Linked DNA regions of Macaca mulatta: region 2 is linked to region 1. Evidence: chromatin contacts called from public Hi-C data. All regions are on one chromosome and are shown on one strand. Each heading gives the region's core, a stretch centred on a gene start, on an enhancer-like site or on the middle of the called end of the contact. The rest is flanking DNA. Distances are from core to core; before and after follow the strand shown.

Evidence for each region. Hi-C and Micro-C count contacts between places; a contact is called where the count stands out from the background.
Region 2: a Hi-C map of fetal cortex germinal zone shows a contact between it and region 1, with 5 times the contacts expected there. The contact joins two enhancer-like sites. A contact is called at or near these places in 5 of 14 Hi-C or Micro-C datasets (CD4 T cells, blood, fetal cortex germinal zone and 2 more).

What each region holds. Positions count from the first base shown.
Region 1 is chr1:117,348,038-117,355,291 of T2T-MMU8v2.0, reverse strand. All of the region lies in intron 1 of H2BC18 (H2B clustered histone 18), which reads right to left. Among named protein-coding and RNA genes, the nearest start is that of FCGR1A, 12 kb to the left of the region's middle. Within about 2 kb of position 1,316, at least 18 of the 40 cell types and tissues checked have an H3K27ac peak or open chromatin away from gene starts, as enhancers often do. A contact at or near this core is called in fetal cortex germinal zone, where this site is marked.
Region 2 is chr1:117,636,731-117,644,041 of T2T-MMU8v2.0, reverse strand. No RefSeq gene overlaps it. Among named protein-coding and RNA genes, the nearest start is that of TRNAQ-CUG, 13 kb to the left of the region's middle. Within about 2 kb of position 2,956, at least 32 of the 40 cell types and tissues checked have an H3K27ac peak or open chromatin away from gene starts, as enhancers often do. A contact at or near this core is called in fetal cortex germinal zone, where this site is marked.

The sequences.
Region 1 (7,254 bases), core at 67-2,566:
GGTGAGTGGGTGCATATGTACAGAAGATTAAGATAGAGAAAGAGACAAAATGAGAGAGAGGGAGACAAAGAGACACACACACAGCCAGGAGTGGGCAGATTTCAGGGAGACAAGAGGGAATAGTATAGACGATAAGGAAGGAGATAGAACTTACAAATGACTCCTAAGGGACTGTGAGACTGAGAGGGCTGACGCCTCTGTGTTCAGGACACTTAGTTCATGGCTTTTCTCTTTGACTTTACTAAAAGAGAATGTCCCCATGTATGTTCTAGGCATACAAGGGGGTAACTCATGATGACAGATGGATATATTATTCTTGCCCTCTCTTTTGAGGCTTTCTCATAACCCCTGTATTTCTAGAGACAACAGAAATGCTGCCAGTCCTAGGCCCTTGTCCTGTAGGAAGGCAGAATGTAACTGTTCTTTTTGTTTAACAATTAAGTCCAAATCTCCAAGTGCGGCACTGCAAGGAGAAACTTCAAGTAGGTAGAAGCGGCGATATCACAGAGTCCAGACCTTGCCTCCAGAGGTTTGCTTTACCTTCCTGATTTTCTGGTTGATTACTAACTAGCTTCAGGATACGCTGCTCACACTTGGGCTGTAATTTGGAGACAAAATATTTTCCTGCCACTCTGTAACATAGCTGAGATAAAAACTGAACTATGTAAATGACTCTACTGAAAGTTTAGGGAAAAAACAGGAAGAGTATGACACACGTAGCAACTTGATTCTAGATTATTTGACCCGTAAATGATGGGTTGGAGCGTCGCGCGCCGAGCGTGTCCCACGGCAGGGCGCTTGCGCCACACTGTGGCCGCCTGTGCATATTGCAGCCTCCGCCCCCATCTGAGGGCCCCAGCCGCCGGCGCCCGGGAACCCAGCTGCGGCGAAAGCTGTTGGGCTAGCGCTTCTCCGCAGCTCCGCCCTCACCAAAACCCAGTGAGAAATTATTTGCATTCCTGGAGGCTGCAGAAGCGACAAATGAGCTCTAGGAGTCGGTGGGTGGGAGCAGCGGCAGGCGGATGGAAGAGAGCAAGGGGTCGGCCGTTCGTGTCTGATTCGCCCGAGTCAAGGGGCAGTCCCCCAAAATCCCAACGTCATTGTTTCTTCTGGGCCGGCAGATGTGAAAATCCGGCGGCAGGATGCATGTTCCGTAGTCCGCGAGGGCCCGCGGCCTCCCCAGGCGCGTAGCTTTGAGTCGCTCCCACCCCGCCCCGGGCCCTGCCTGCTCTCGGGCCCCGGTACGGCGCCACCTGGCGGCCGTCTATGGAGGTTGCAGCTGCCGTCTGTGGAGGTTGCAGCTGCCGCCAAGCCTTGGTTCTGCTGCGGGCCTGAGGTGCGCCAGGCCGAGCCTCCGCGAAGAGTAGGACTGATAGATCACAGCAAGCGGGAGGACGGCGCTGGGTTCCCAGCAGCCGTCCCAGCTTCTTGGACTGGCGCTAGAGCGGCCAGAGGCGGCGGCGGTAGGGAGAGAGCGGGTGAGGAGTGCGAACGGCCGCCCGCCTCCCCGTCCAGCTCGGAGGACCTCCCAGCTGGTTCCCTCGCCGTCAGAAGCAGGAAGGGAGCTGGCTGGCTCCGCGGGATCAGCAAGCCCGCAGGCAAGAAGGCTCCAGGCTCCGCAGGGGCCAACCCACATGGACTCGGAAACCGCCGAGCTTCACCCACAAGGGTCCACGGCCCATCCTATCACGGATGAAAAGATTACAGGACTGACAATGAGGCCCTGGAGGGATCTGATGCATCTGGTGGGGAGGAGGGTGGGTCGGACTTTTGGGGGATCGCAGGGTGGAAGAATGTCTTTCTTCTCCCTGGGACCTACCGAGGCTTCACCTGTGAGGGTCTTGGGCCCATCCTTCAATCCGAGGGCTTCCAAGTCAAAGCACAGCTCCCCAGAGTGGACAGGCGGAGTAGAACCGGCATTAGGTTGGGAGGGTGGGTCGTTGTGGGTCGTTAGCGGTCGTTCCTCACCTTCCAGGCTCGGTATGGAGACCCCTAAATTCATTGTAGGACCACAAGAGCTTCTGTAAGAGTCCGGGCCGTTTCAGAACACTCAGAGGGTCCTAACCTGAGAAGTAATCCCCAAAGCAGACCAACCCGGTTTGGGGTAAAACAGGAATAGCTTGGTCCATTCTGGATCTTTCCTAGCTAAATGCCTTCAGGATTTAGGAATCTTTTCCTAGGAGGGCCAAGGATTAGCTAGACCTGCCCAGCGATTCCAGCCCTGAGAACCAGACAGAATGGAGGCATAGCTGACAGCTGGCTGGGAGGGGGCTGACGGTCCTCACTGCCACCAGGCTTAGTTGAGACAGATCCCCCAAGCTGTAGAGAAGACAACAGAAGCAAGGAGACCAGTTAGGAATCTAGGTGAGAGGCAGTGGCAGCCTGGACTAACATGGTAACAGTGGAGCTATTGAGAGTGGTCACATTTGGAAGATGTTTTGTAGGAAGAGTCAACAAAGTTTCTTATTGATTAGATGTAGGGAATGTGAGAAAGAGAAGAATGGGAGGGAAAACACCTAGATTTGGGGCCAAAGCAATAAATAGTCCATTGACAGAATTGAGAAAGCAAGTTGGAGGAGGGGAACAGGGTAGCAAGAAGCAAAAGTTTCATATTGGACATGTTAAGATTCCTATTTGACATTTAAGTGTAACTATTGAAAAAGCAAGGGATATATGAAGAATCCTGGACTAGAGATACAAATTTGCCAATCATCATATAGATGTGGTATTTAGAGTCAGAGGACTAGAAAGGACAATGTGAGGGGGAAGTACAGATAGAAAAAGGTCTAAGCCTGAACCGTGAAACATGCCACATTTTAGAGGTTGCGTAGAAGAGGTGACAGCAGAGGATACTGATAAGGAGTAGCCAGTGAGGTAGGAGGAAAAACAGAGAAGAAAATGCCTCAAGAAAGAGAGATCAACTATGTCAAATTCTCCTGAGAAAACGATTGGATTTGGAGTGGGACTGCACTAAATCTGTAGATCTTTTGGGGGCGGGAGGGAGAGGGTTAGGGAGGATTGATATCATTCCAACATTGACTTTCCAATCCATGAACTCTCCATTTATTTATTTATGTCACTGTTACTGTCTCACAACAATATTATAATATTCTCTCTAGATGTGTTAGATGTATTCTTAGGTCCTTCATTTTTGTGTCATTGTAAATGGTATTGTTAGAATCTTCAGAAGTAATTATTGGCCACATGCGTGTAATCCTAGCACTTTGGGAGGCGGAGGCAGGCAGACGCTTGAGTCAGGTGTTGGAGACCAGCCTGGGCAACATGGCAAACCCCATCTCTACAAAAAATGCAAAAATTAGCCAGTGGCACACGCCTGTAGTCCCAGCGACTCGGGAGACTGAGGTAGGAGGATCAATTGAGCCCAGGAGGTGGAGGCTGCAGTAAGCCAAGATCGCACCACTGCACTTCAGCCTGGGTGGCAGAGGGAAATCCTGTCTCAAATAATAATAATAATAATAAAAATTGATTATTACCAGTCTCATAGCTGAGGTAGAAATTTTTTTAAAAAAATAAGTAAGTACTGCATTTATTCACTCCAAGAAAAGTAAAAGCTAAGGCCCAGAATGTGGCAAGTCAAGGGTTAAAAGAAGAGAACAAGTTTTCCTCTGCCTAGCAAGCTCACTTCAAGGACAATTATAAGATAACGCTGTCCGAATAGCCAAGGCCAAAGGAATAGGCTCCAGACACCTCTTCCTTCCAGAGCAAGGTTGAAGGAAAAAAAAGAGAAAGACAGATTCTTTTACTGTTACTCTTTCCCCAGGCTTCTTAAACATTATTATTTACAAATGTCTGTATTTAGCCAGTTTTTGTTTTTCTTTCAATGCAACTACAGGGTCACCAGCTATGCAAGGTCCCAAGTTATGTTATGCTATAGATTACATAACCTGTCACTGTATGATTAACTGCTTTTGTTTTGCTTCTGTAAGGCCGCTTCTAAAAACCCCACTCTGTCTTTGTTCAATGCTCAGCTTTTTAGATGCAAATCTAAAAACTGAAAGACCAAATATAAAAACTGAAAGACCTTAAGACACATATATCTTAAGCTTGGCAATGGAAAGCAGGATGTCACACACACACAAAGCTAGTAATGTGAAAATCTGGTCTTGCATAAGGTCTTTTAGGTTTAGACTTCTTTGTTAATGCACATTGGCAGGAAAATGGGAACCAATAAAATTGTTTGCTGTCCTTCTCCCTCTATTCTCCACTTCTGGTTTTGTTTCTCAATGTGGGGTCAAAACTTCCAAAGGGTAAGAAGCTCATTTTTCTGCCTTTCCCCTTCATCTCCCTATCGCACTAGGTACATACTACTCCTTAACACTTAGAGAAGATAAAAAAAGAATAAATTGCGGAGAGGGAGCATATGTGAAAGTAAAAGATTCCCAGACATAAAATGGGAGTTAATGGAGAAAGAAAATCTCTAAGGAAGACTGGAAATAATTGGGTTAGGGATTCTCGAGAAGTAAACTAAATTCCCCAAATGTGGTATTCTCTGAGAAGATAATTTAATTTTGAAGAAGAAATGGCATGCTATCCAGTGAAACAGCGGTCCTCTGGAGCCTGGCTGTGACTTCAAGGCCCACTTCTGGAAGGTCAGAAAAAGACCTCAAAGAGGAGAAATGGGCATTTACGTAGGTTTATAAGTACCATCTTTATTTTAGAAAATAATCATTTTCTACCTTGAATTCTAGTTTATTGTGACGAAAGATTGTAAAATTTCGGGACATGACTGAATTGAAATCTTGGTCCTGCACTTCTATAGCTCCTTGAATTGCAATTTCTTATCCCAATTATTTTATCCTTTCATTCTACTATGAAATCTATATCATGGCACATAATAGTCAACTTTATTATTTTAATTTACCGAACGCTTATTTACCTTTCATGGGTTATTTCATTTAGCCTTCATAATATCTGTTGTCATTGTCTCACACTCAGTAGGTGGCTTTTAATACTATTCTATTATTTTGATCAATTTGTATGATATGAATGTTCTCTCCTCAGTGTTTGGTAATGCTGCCTGGGCTTGCTTTTGTTTGTTTTTTGAGACAGAGTCTTGTTGTGTCACCCAGGCTGGAGTACAGTGGCGCAATCTCAGCTCACTGCAATCTCTGCCTCCTGGGTTCAAGTGATTCTCCTGCCTCAGACTGCCAAGTAGCCAGGATTATAGGCACACGCCACCACACCTGACTAATTTTTGTATTTTTAGTAGAGACAAGGTTTCACCATGTTGGCTAGGCTGGTCTCAAACTCCTGTCCTCAAGTGATCCACCCACCTCGCTCTCCCAAAGTGCTGGGATTACAGGTGTTGAGGTGCCACACCCAGCCTTGGTACTATTTTTAAGGATATGTATATCTGATTTTTTTTTCTGTTTATCTTATAGTTATTCTTTATTCAGGTATTTTACTTTTCTTAGCTCAACTTTGGTAATGTGTATGGAAAAGTCACCATTTTGTCTACAATTGCAAATATATTTATATCAAAAATACACATCACTTTAGTATCTTCTATATCTAATATTACTTATGTGCTTTTTCAATAGTAAGCTTATGGAAGGATTAACTCTAATTTTATTTTCAGAGAACAGCCTTTGGTTTTATAAATTCCATTTTGGTGGAATAGGAAGGTATGATCTGTTTCATTGACTATGCTTTCATCTTAGTTTGTTCCTTCTACTTTACACAGGTTTTTGTTGTGTTCCTTTATTAGTGTTTGAGTTAAAAACTTAATGCTCTCTCTGTTGCTCAGGCTGGAGTGCAGTGGCATGATCTCAACTCACTGTAACCTCCGCCTCCCAGGCTCAACGATCCTCCTGTCTCAGCCTCCCTAGTAGCTGGGACTATAGCCATGCACCAGCACATCCAGCTAATTTTTGTATCTATTGGAGACACAGGGTCCTGCCATGTTGTCCAGGCTGGTCTCCAACTCCTGAGGCAATAATTGGGAGTCCAAGGCGATCTGCCCACCAATTATTTTCTCTTAAATGCATTTTAAAGCTACGAATTTTCTCCTGACTGCTTCACATAGGTTTTAATATTATTTGCCATGAAATATATTCCACAGTGGAATGACAGATAATTGGGATAAGAAATAGCAATTCAATGAGTTATTTAAATATAGGGCTAAGATTTGAATTCTAGCTTACTGGGACCAAAGCTTGTGAAGTCTCAGGGTATGGTTGAATTATAGTGCTCTTGTTATTTCTAAAGAGTGTGTAATTTTTATTCTGATATCCCTTTTAACCCATGTGCTTTTTCCTAAGAGTACATCTTAAGGAGGGCACGTTTGATTATTTTATTGTTTTATAATCAGTTAACTATGCCCTGGTCCTATATGGTTTCAGCTTTTCAACACTTGAGACTTAATTTGCCATCTCACTTATGGTCAATTTTTGTCAATAGTCCATGTGAATCTGAAAATAAGGTAACTTTCCTATTTTGAATATAAGATGGCATAGGCATAATTATAGTTATGATTAATCTTATTAACCATGTTCTTCAAATTCTCCATATCCTCAATAAGTTTCAATCAACTGGATCTGTCAATTCCTAAGAAAGGTGTATTAAACTTATCACTGTGATTGTTGACTTACATGCACATATGTGTGTGTATCCTTGTTAAATGCAAATAATTCATGGTCATTCCTTAATGGAGCACTACCTTTATGAATATGAGATACCCTTCTAGTACCGTATATAAATGTATTTTTAAACCTTTTTTTTTTTTTTTTTTTTTTTGAGACAGGAACTTGCTCTGTCACCCAGGCCAGAGTGCAAAGGTGCAATCATAGCTAACTGCAGCCTCGACCACCTAGGCTCAAGCAATCCTCCTCCTTCAGCCTCCTAAGTAGCTGGGACTACAGGTGCATGTAACCATGCCTGGCTAATATTTTTACTTTTTATAGAGACAGGGGTCTTGTTTTGTTGCCCAGGCTGATCTCGAACTCTTGGCTTCAAATGATCCTCCTGCCTCAGCCTCCCAAAGTGCCAGGATTACGTGTGACCCACCACGTAAGCCCATATTTTTCTAACTTCTACAGTAATAGTATCTGTATCCTATTTATTTATAACATAAATCTTACTTAGCCTGTTTTACTTCTCTTCACTCTTGCTCTCCCTACCTCCCTCCTATATCACCTGGAATTGGAATTCCAGGTTTTCTTTTTAACTTTCTAGAACCTAAATTCACTTTGTTTAGCAATATCTTTTACCAAATACATTACCACCGTTGCTTCT
Region 2 (7,311 bases), core at 1,707-4,206, 290 kb before region 1:
CAAATTTATCAGGCAAGTTTTTCCTGCCCTTTACTTTCATATAAACTGAGTCATACAGTGTGTAGTGGGTTTTGGCGGCAGGAGTGTTACTGCCCAACAGGTTCACTTTGCCTGCTGCCTAGACAGAGCCAATTTTTCGACACAGGGGAATTGCAATAAAGATTTATTTAAACAGAGCTGGCTGTGTGGGAGACCAGACTTTTATTTTTACTCAAATCAGTCTCCTCAAGAATTCTGGGACCAGTTTTTAAGGATAATTTGGTGGATGGGGGCCAGTGAATTGGGAGTTGTGATTGGTCAGGTTGGAGATGAAATCAGAGGGAGCTGAAGTTGTTGTCTTCTGCTGGGTTATTTCCCGCGTGGGGGCCACAAGATCAGATGAGCCAGGTTATCAGTCTAGCTGGTGCCAGCTGATCCACTGAGTGCAGGGTCAGCAAAATACCTCAAGCACTGATCTGAGGTTTTCCAATAATGACGTGATCTCCAGGAACAATTTGGGGAGGTTTAGAATCTTGCAGCCAGAGGCTAACATGACTCCTAAACCATAATTTCTAATCTCATGGCTAATTTGTTAGTCCTGCAAAGGCAGTCTAGTTCCCAGGCAGGAAGGGGGATATTATCATGTTTGTTTCACAGATAAACCGTAAACTAAGTTCCTCCCAAAGTTATTTCGGTCTTAACCCAGGAATGAGCAAGGACAACTTGGACATTAGAAATAAGATGGAATCAGGTCAGATCTCTTTCACCATGAAAATTGTCCCAGTTATAATTTTTGCAAAGGCAGTTTCAGAAGCAGAGGCATAGATTTGATTTCTTTCACTCAGTCTTATGTCTATGAAGTTTTCATCTGATTCATATGGTTGTTTCTGTGTGTATTACTTTGTATGAATATACATTAACTTATTTATTCATTCGACTGTTGTTGAACATGTTGACCTAAAAGAAAGAGGCTGAGGCACAAAATATAATTTAGAGTTTACTTGAGCCAACATGAAGACAGCTGCCTGGAAGACTCACACCCAAAGAACGTTGGATCTGAGCTCCCTTTGGCCTTTGTCACAAACAGGATTTTAAAGGTCAAAAGCAGGGACAGACAGTGGGCTGATAGAAAGGGGCCTGTCAGGAATTCTCATTGGTTTACAGAAATTACATTGATTGGTGATTGGCTATACGTTGTTAAGTTATAGGGTATGGGGTACAGCGTTTGGTGTGGGATTATTAGGATAATTTATAGCTACTTGAGGTGATAGCAAGCAGTTTCAACAGATGAATACATAGCTCAAAAGGAAGGAACAGAAAGTGGTTGCTGTCTCGATTTAACATCTCTCTGGGCCTGATCATTTGAAAGGGCTCACATTCCTCAGATAAAATTTTTTTAAAAAATCTTTCTTCTTGAAAGCATTGATGATCAAAAGCTCAGTCAAGGTGTCCCTCTTTGCCAGAAAGGCTCATTCGCAGATAGTCCTATCTCAGGCAGGGGACAGGGAGGAAAGGAGCCACCTCACTGAGGAATTTTTAAGAATACTCAAAAGTCCAGTTGAAAGGGCATTATAACCAGACACGGTGGCTCACACCTGTAATCCCAGAATTTCAGGAGGCCAAGATGGGTGGATTGCTTGAGGCTGTGTAAGAGGTGATTCTGGGGATAGCAGAAAAACCCTGAGGTTTTCAAGTGGTGTTGAAAGCCAGTAGGCCCTGGGAACCATTGAGGAGTCTACAAAGCAGGGAAGCCTAGATCCCTGAGCTCCACCTGCCAAGTACCCCCGCAGCTAAGGTGAGAGACCTCCCCCACAGAGACTGAAATTTGCCTCCTGAGGAAACAAGTGACTACAGACATCTGTCCCAGGACAGTAAACAAGAAAACAAGGTCTCACAAAAACAAAAACAGCTGACCACACCATAGAATCATTGAGACCGAGTCTGCGACTATAGGAGAATAAAAATGTTGTCTATCATTCATACCATGAAAGACCAGGGGAAAGTGCGAACGCAGTCCCCCCACTATTGTTGCGGAAATCAGGAGACCGGAGAGGCCAACGGGTGGAACAGGAGGATTTTGAGTGCACTCAGGCCCAGCAGATTAACATCCAAAGTTTGAGCCTGGAACAAAGACAGGGCTTGACTTTTATACACTCTTCCCAATGGGGTTGGCTAGTTTGAATGGCGCCAGCGGGATGGCGCGAAATTCGCGGGGCAGGCAAGAGGGCTTACAGAAGCAGAAAGAACGCAGTTAATTCAACTGTGACAGGTCTTGCAACGCAAGCATAGCTGGTGACCTTGCAGCTGCACTGAAGGAAAATCAGGAACTTACACAACTTGAGTAATGAGAAGTGGTAAGGGGGAAAGAGAAGGTAGTAAAGGCATTTGTTGTTATTTCTTCTTATCCTTGCTAGGGGCGGACTGTGTAGAGACCGTCTCTGGAACTCATTCCTTGGGGCTCTGGCTTTTCAGACGGTGTTACCAAGGATCTGCTAGGGCTCTATCTATTGCTGGCCTTGGAGTCAGTCAAGTATGGTAAAACCTATTTTTTCCCCTTAACTTCTGCTTCATTACTGCAAGTTACGCAGCTGAGCTTACACATTAGGAGAAATAACAGAGAACAGCATATCTGGGGTGCAATGGATGAGCCTCACTCTTAAAGATGAACCACTTGGCTGACCATGGCATTTCCCCTGCCGGGCAAAGGGCTTTTACGTACCTCCGCCCGCCACAGCTCCATACGCCTTACCCTTTACACTGTCACTTGCCCCGAGAGCCATCCCCGCCAATCCCCAACCATTCCGAGCCCTCCTAGCCCTAACACACAGCTGGGACTCTCACGTCCAGCCAGCTCCTGGACTTGCTCCTACAGCACGGGAACTCCTCCGTGGCGAAGCAGCAACCCTGAACTGCCTCATCTACATAGGAACGCCCTATCGGTGATGTCACCAACAGTGCCTTTCCCAGTCCCCTTCTGCTCTTCCGCCCCACCCTCCGCCACTCAGCCGACCAACCCGCTGCTGGAGCCGGCGAGGGAAGTGACGTCTGCCTGTCCCTCCTTTCCTTCCCGCCTTGTCCTTTGCAGAGGTGCGCCGAGACCCCGCATCTAGTCTCTCCCAGAGAAGGGACTACTTAACCTGTGTCCTGCGGTGGACCCTTCTGGAGGAGAGCTGGAAGCCTGTGCGCCCGTCTTCAAAAAATGGCTTTTAATTCGCGGACTGGAACGTTTAGGATTACAAGGAAAACCTGTTCCTTTCAAACCTGGTTATCTTTGTGAAGTAGCATTCCACTTAAAATTGGAAGCCCTTCAATATCAGGGAGAAATCATATCTATGAAACTAGAGAGGCTGCTCAGATGACTGGAAACCAGCCATCCTTATTGGTTTTACCAGTAGTAGTGTTTTAAAGAAAGTTGTCCAATTTCATGAATCTTGCCGTTTTGGTTTTTTGTTTTTCAAATACAGTATTGTACAAAAAGGAAGCGGAATGTGGTTGCTGTCTCAATGTAATGCCTCTCTGGGCCTGAGAATTTGAAAAGGCTCACACTTCTCATGAAAGTTTTCTTCTTCGCTGGGCGCGGTGGCTCACGCCTGTAATCCCAGCACTTTGGGAGGCTGAGGCGGTTGGATCCCCTGAGGTCAGGATTTCAAGGCCTAACTAACATGGTGAAACCCCGTCTCTACGAAAAATATAAAAAATGAGCCGGGTGTAGGGGTGGGCACCAATAATCCCAGCTACTTGGGAGGCTGAGGCAGGAGAATCACTTGAACCCGGGAGGCAGAGGTTGCAGTGAGCCGAGATTGTGCCACTGCACTTCAGCCTAGGCAACAGAGCCAGACTCCGTCTCAAAAAAAAAAAAAAAAAAAAAAAAAAAAAAAAAAAAAAAAAATTGTCTTCTTTTCTCATTCTCCCTTTAGATAAAAGGATTTTCTTGAAAGCCTTGTCGATCAAAAGTTGTGTCCCTCCTTGCCAGAAAGGCTCATTCCCAGATAGTCCTGTCCCACACTGGGGGCAGGGGAGGAAAGGAGCCCTCTTACTGAGGAATTTTTAACGGTGCCCAAAAGCTGAATTGGTGTGGCATCACAGAAGGGGGGAGGGGAGAGAGAGAGAGAGAGAGAGAGAGAGAGAGAACCATCTCGGCCAATTCGATAGTTGCTGTCACTTGTTGAATCATCTCTAGTCTTTAGAGTACCATGAATTCAGTTTCTCAAAAGAAGTAAAACAATGAGAAATACATAACATTGATTTGAGTAGTAGAAATATAATGCACACAAGAATGATAATCACAAAGAGAATCTGTATCCTGGAACAGTAGGGGAACCTATTTCATTAGGCAGCCAACTGAAAACATCAGGGAAAACTTCAAATCCCATTTCTTCTTTAATGATTTCTTGTAGCCAAGTGGCTTCTTTTCTGATTTCTTCTAGAGAAGGTTCTACGGCATGGGAAATATTTATGTATATATAACAAAAGGTATTTGCCACCACACATACATCTCCCTGCTCGGCTAAATGTATCATCTAAAGTGATGTGATTATCTACTACAACCTTAGCCAGCTTTTTATTGAGCTGCAAAAGAGGCCACAGTTTCATCAGCAATGTTTTTCTTTCTTTTTCTTTTTCTTTCAGAGACAGTGTCTGGCTCTGTGGCCCAGGCTGGAGAGCAGTGGTGCCATCATAGCTCTCTGCAACCTGGAACTCCTGGGCTTAGGTGATCCTCCCACCTCAGCTCCTGGGTCACTGGGATTACAGGCCAGAGCCACCATGCCTGGTTTTCATCAGCAATGTTTCCTGAGGTTACAGAAAGATTTGTAATCCTGGGAGGAAACAGTCCCTTGAAGCAAAAGTGTTCTCCCCCAAAAATGAAAGGAGCTATCTTCTTGATAGCCAGGCAGATAATTCTCAGGTTTTGCCCCGTAGAATCTCTGTCTAAAATAGAGCAGTGGTCATGCCTAGTGAAAAGTTTGAGGGAACTCGCCCAATGCTGGATTTCTTCAGAGAGGGGTGTGTGTGTGTGTGTGTGTGTGTGTGTGTGTGTGTGTGTGTGTGTGTGTCCAAATATCCTAAAAGACACTGCCCTTCATCATTCCATGCTGTTAGACATTATAGGACCATGGATGGTGATGTCCTCCAGAGAAAGATAAATGCTGGTGCAGAACAGGTAAGTGTACTATAATTTGAGTACATCAAGGTTTGGGCATTTTAAACCATGGGTCAGACATGTTAGAGCAAGAGGGCAGGTTGATAGCAAGAGGGAGTATTTTTCTTTTAATTTTCCAATAACAAAGTTATGTTTGCCACTGTCATTTCAGAGTGATGTGACAATTTGTTGTTGTTGTTGTTTGGTTTTGTGGGGTTGTTTGTTTGTTTTTCAGACAAGGTCTCACTGTTGCCCAGGCTGGAGTGCGGTGGCATGATCAGGGTTTACTTCTGCCTTGGCCTCACGAAGTCAAACAAACCTCCTTACTAATCCTCCCAAGTAGCTGGGACTACAGGCAGGTGACACCACACCCTGGGGTGTGAACTGGGATTTGATGTTTTCAGTTGGCTCCCTAATGGAATAGGTTTCCTTACTATTCTGGAATAGAGATTGTCTTCATGATTATCATTCTCGTGTGCATTATATTTCTACTACCTTACTAATTTTCTTTTTCTTTTTTTTTTTTTCTTTTGGAGATGGAGTCTTGCTCTGTCACCCAGGCTGTATTGCAGTGGCAGGATCTCAGCTCACTGCAACCTCCGCCTCCCGGGTTCAAGCGATTCTTTTGCTTCAGCCTCCTGAGTAGCCACCTGGCTAATTTTTGTATTTTAGTAGAGACAGGGTTTCACTATGTTGGCAGGCTGGTCTCGAACTCCTGACCTCAAGTGATCCTCCCACCTCGGCCTCCCAAAGTGCTGGGATTACAGGCATGAGCTACCATACCTGGCTCTCAAACCATTTTAGGTAAGCAAAGACAGATTTGTCTGGCTTCACATTGCTGAATTATCCTCCAATCTATGTTTTTAGGAAGGACCTGGGGAATGGCAACATGGAGATATTTGGCTAAAATGTTAACCTTTCATGTTCTGCTTCAGTCTCTTTTGAAAATCCTTCCAATTTGCCTTTTGCAACCAGTTACTGACCTTGCCTTCTTCACCAGCATGTGAATTAATTGATAAAGGTCAGAATATTTGGGCTCAAAGGTTTCAACAGTTAAGTCAAATTTTCTGTCAAACCCTGTAGAATCTTGGAGCCTGCTTTAGAAACAGAAGAGTGAAATGTATTTACATTTAGACCATGGAAGTCTTTTATAATATTCTTAATTCACATTTTGGTGAAGCGGTATACACAATGGTAGGCTCCCCTCTTCCTGTGGGTTTTACCTTGAAAGGGGCTGTCAGAACAGAAGTTTCAGGGAAGGGGCCAGAGCCCTGGGGACTTTCCTCGGGTGATGGTGATGGAAGAAGAGGCAAGGCAGGACAGGAAGGCTCAGGTAAGAAAAACTATGCAGGCACAGGGGCAGGAGGAGAAGGAGCAGTTGGAGGCGAAAGAGACAAAGCCTCCTCAATATTTCTCAATTCAGAAAACGTGTCAGTTTACCTCCCTCAGCTTACTTCCTCAATGGAGGCAATTTTCTCTGTTCTTACAGAAATTTTAGAAATTTAGAAATTTCTAGGTCTCATTGGAAGTAAGTCTCCCATTTAATTTGTCTGGTTCTAAAATGAAATTTCTCTCTCTCTCTTCTCTTTTTTTTTTTTTAGACAGAGTCTCACTATGTCACCCAGACTGGAGTGCAGTGGTGTGATCTCGGCTCACTGCACTCACCGCTTGCTGCATGACAGCCAGTAAGTCCAGGGACAAGGTATAGGGAGGGGCAGGGAAGGTGACTTTAATCCAGGGAGCCACCAAACTGAAGATGGTGAACTAATATCCTAAAGAACCATCTTAAATTAATACAATTTTCAGGCTCCTTGTATGTTAGGGAAGGGAGGAAGAAGGAGGTGGTTGAGGTGAAGAGGTCTGACAATGACAGACTTATGAGCTGCAGTGAGAGCCCAAGGGGATGGTGAAAATTCTTTGTTCTTTGTCAGATCACAATGCTCTTATAAATCTTCAACATAACACTGTTACTTGTGCATACAACCTCTTTATCTTCTCAGGAGACAGTTTGGGGAAGGAATTATTGTCATCTGTGCTTTAAAGTTAAACTGTAAGCTAAATCCCTCCCATAGATAGCTTGGCCTATGTGCAGAAATGAGAAAAAGCAGTTAGCCTGAAAGATATCACCACAGGGTAGGAAGGGTTAGGAGTAAAATGCAGTTAGTCATGCTAGGCCTCCTTTTTCATTATTA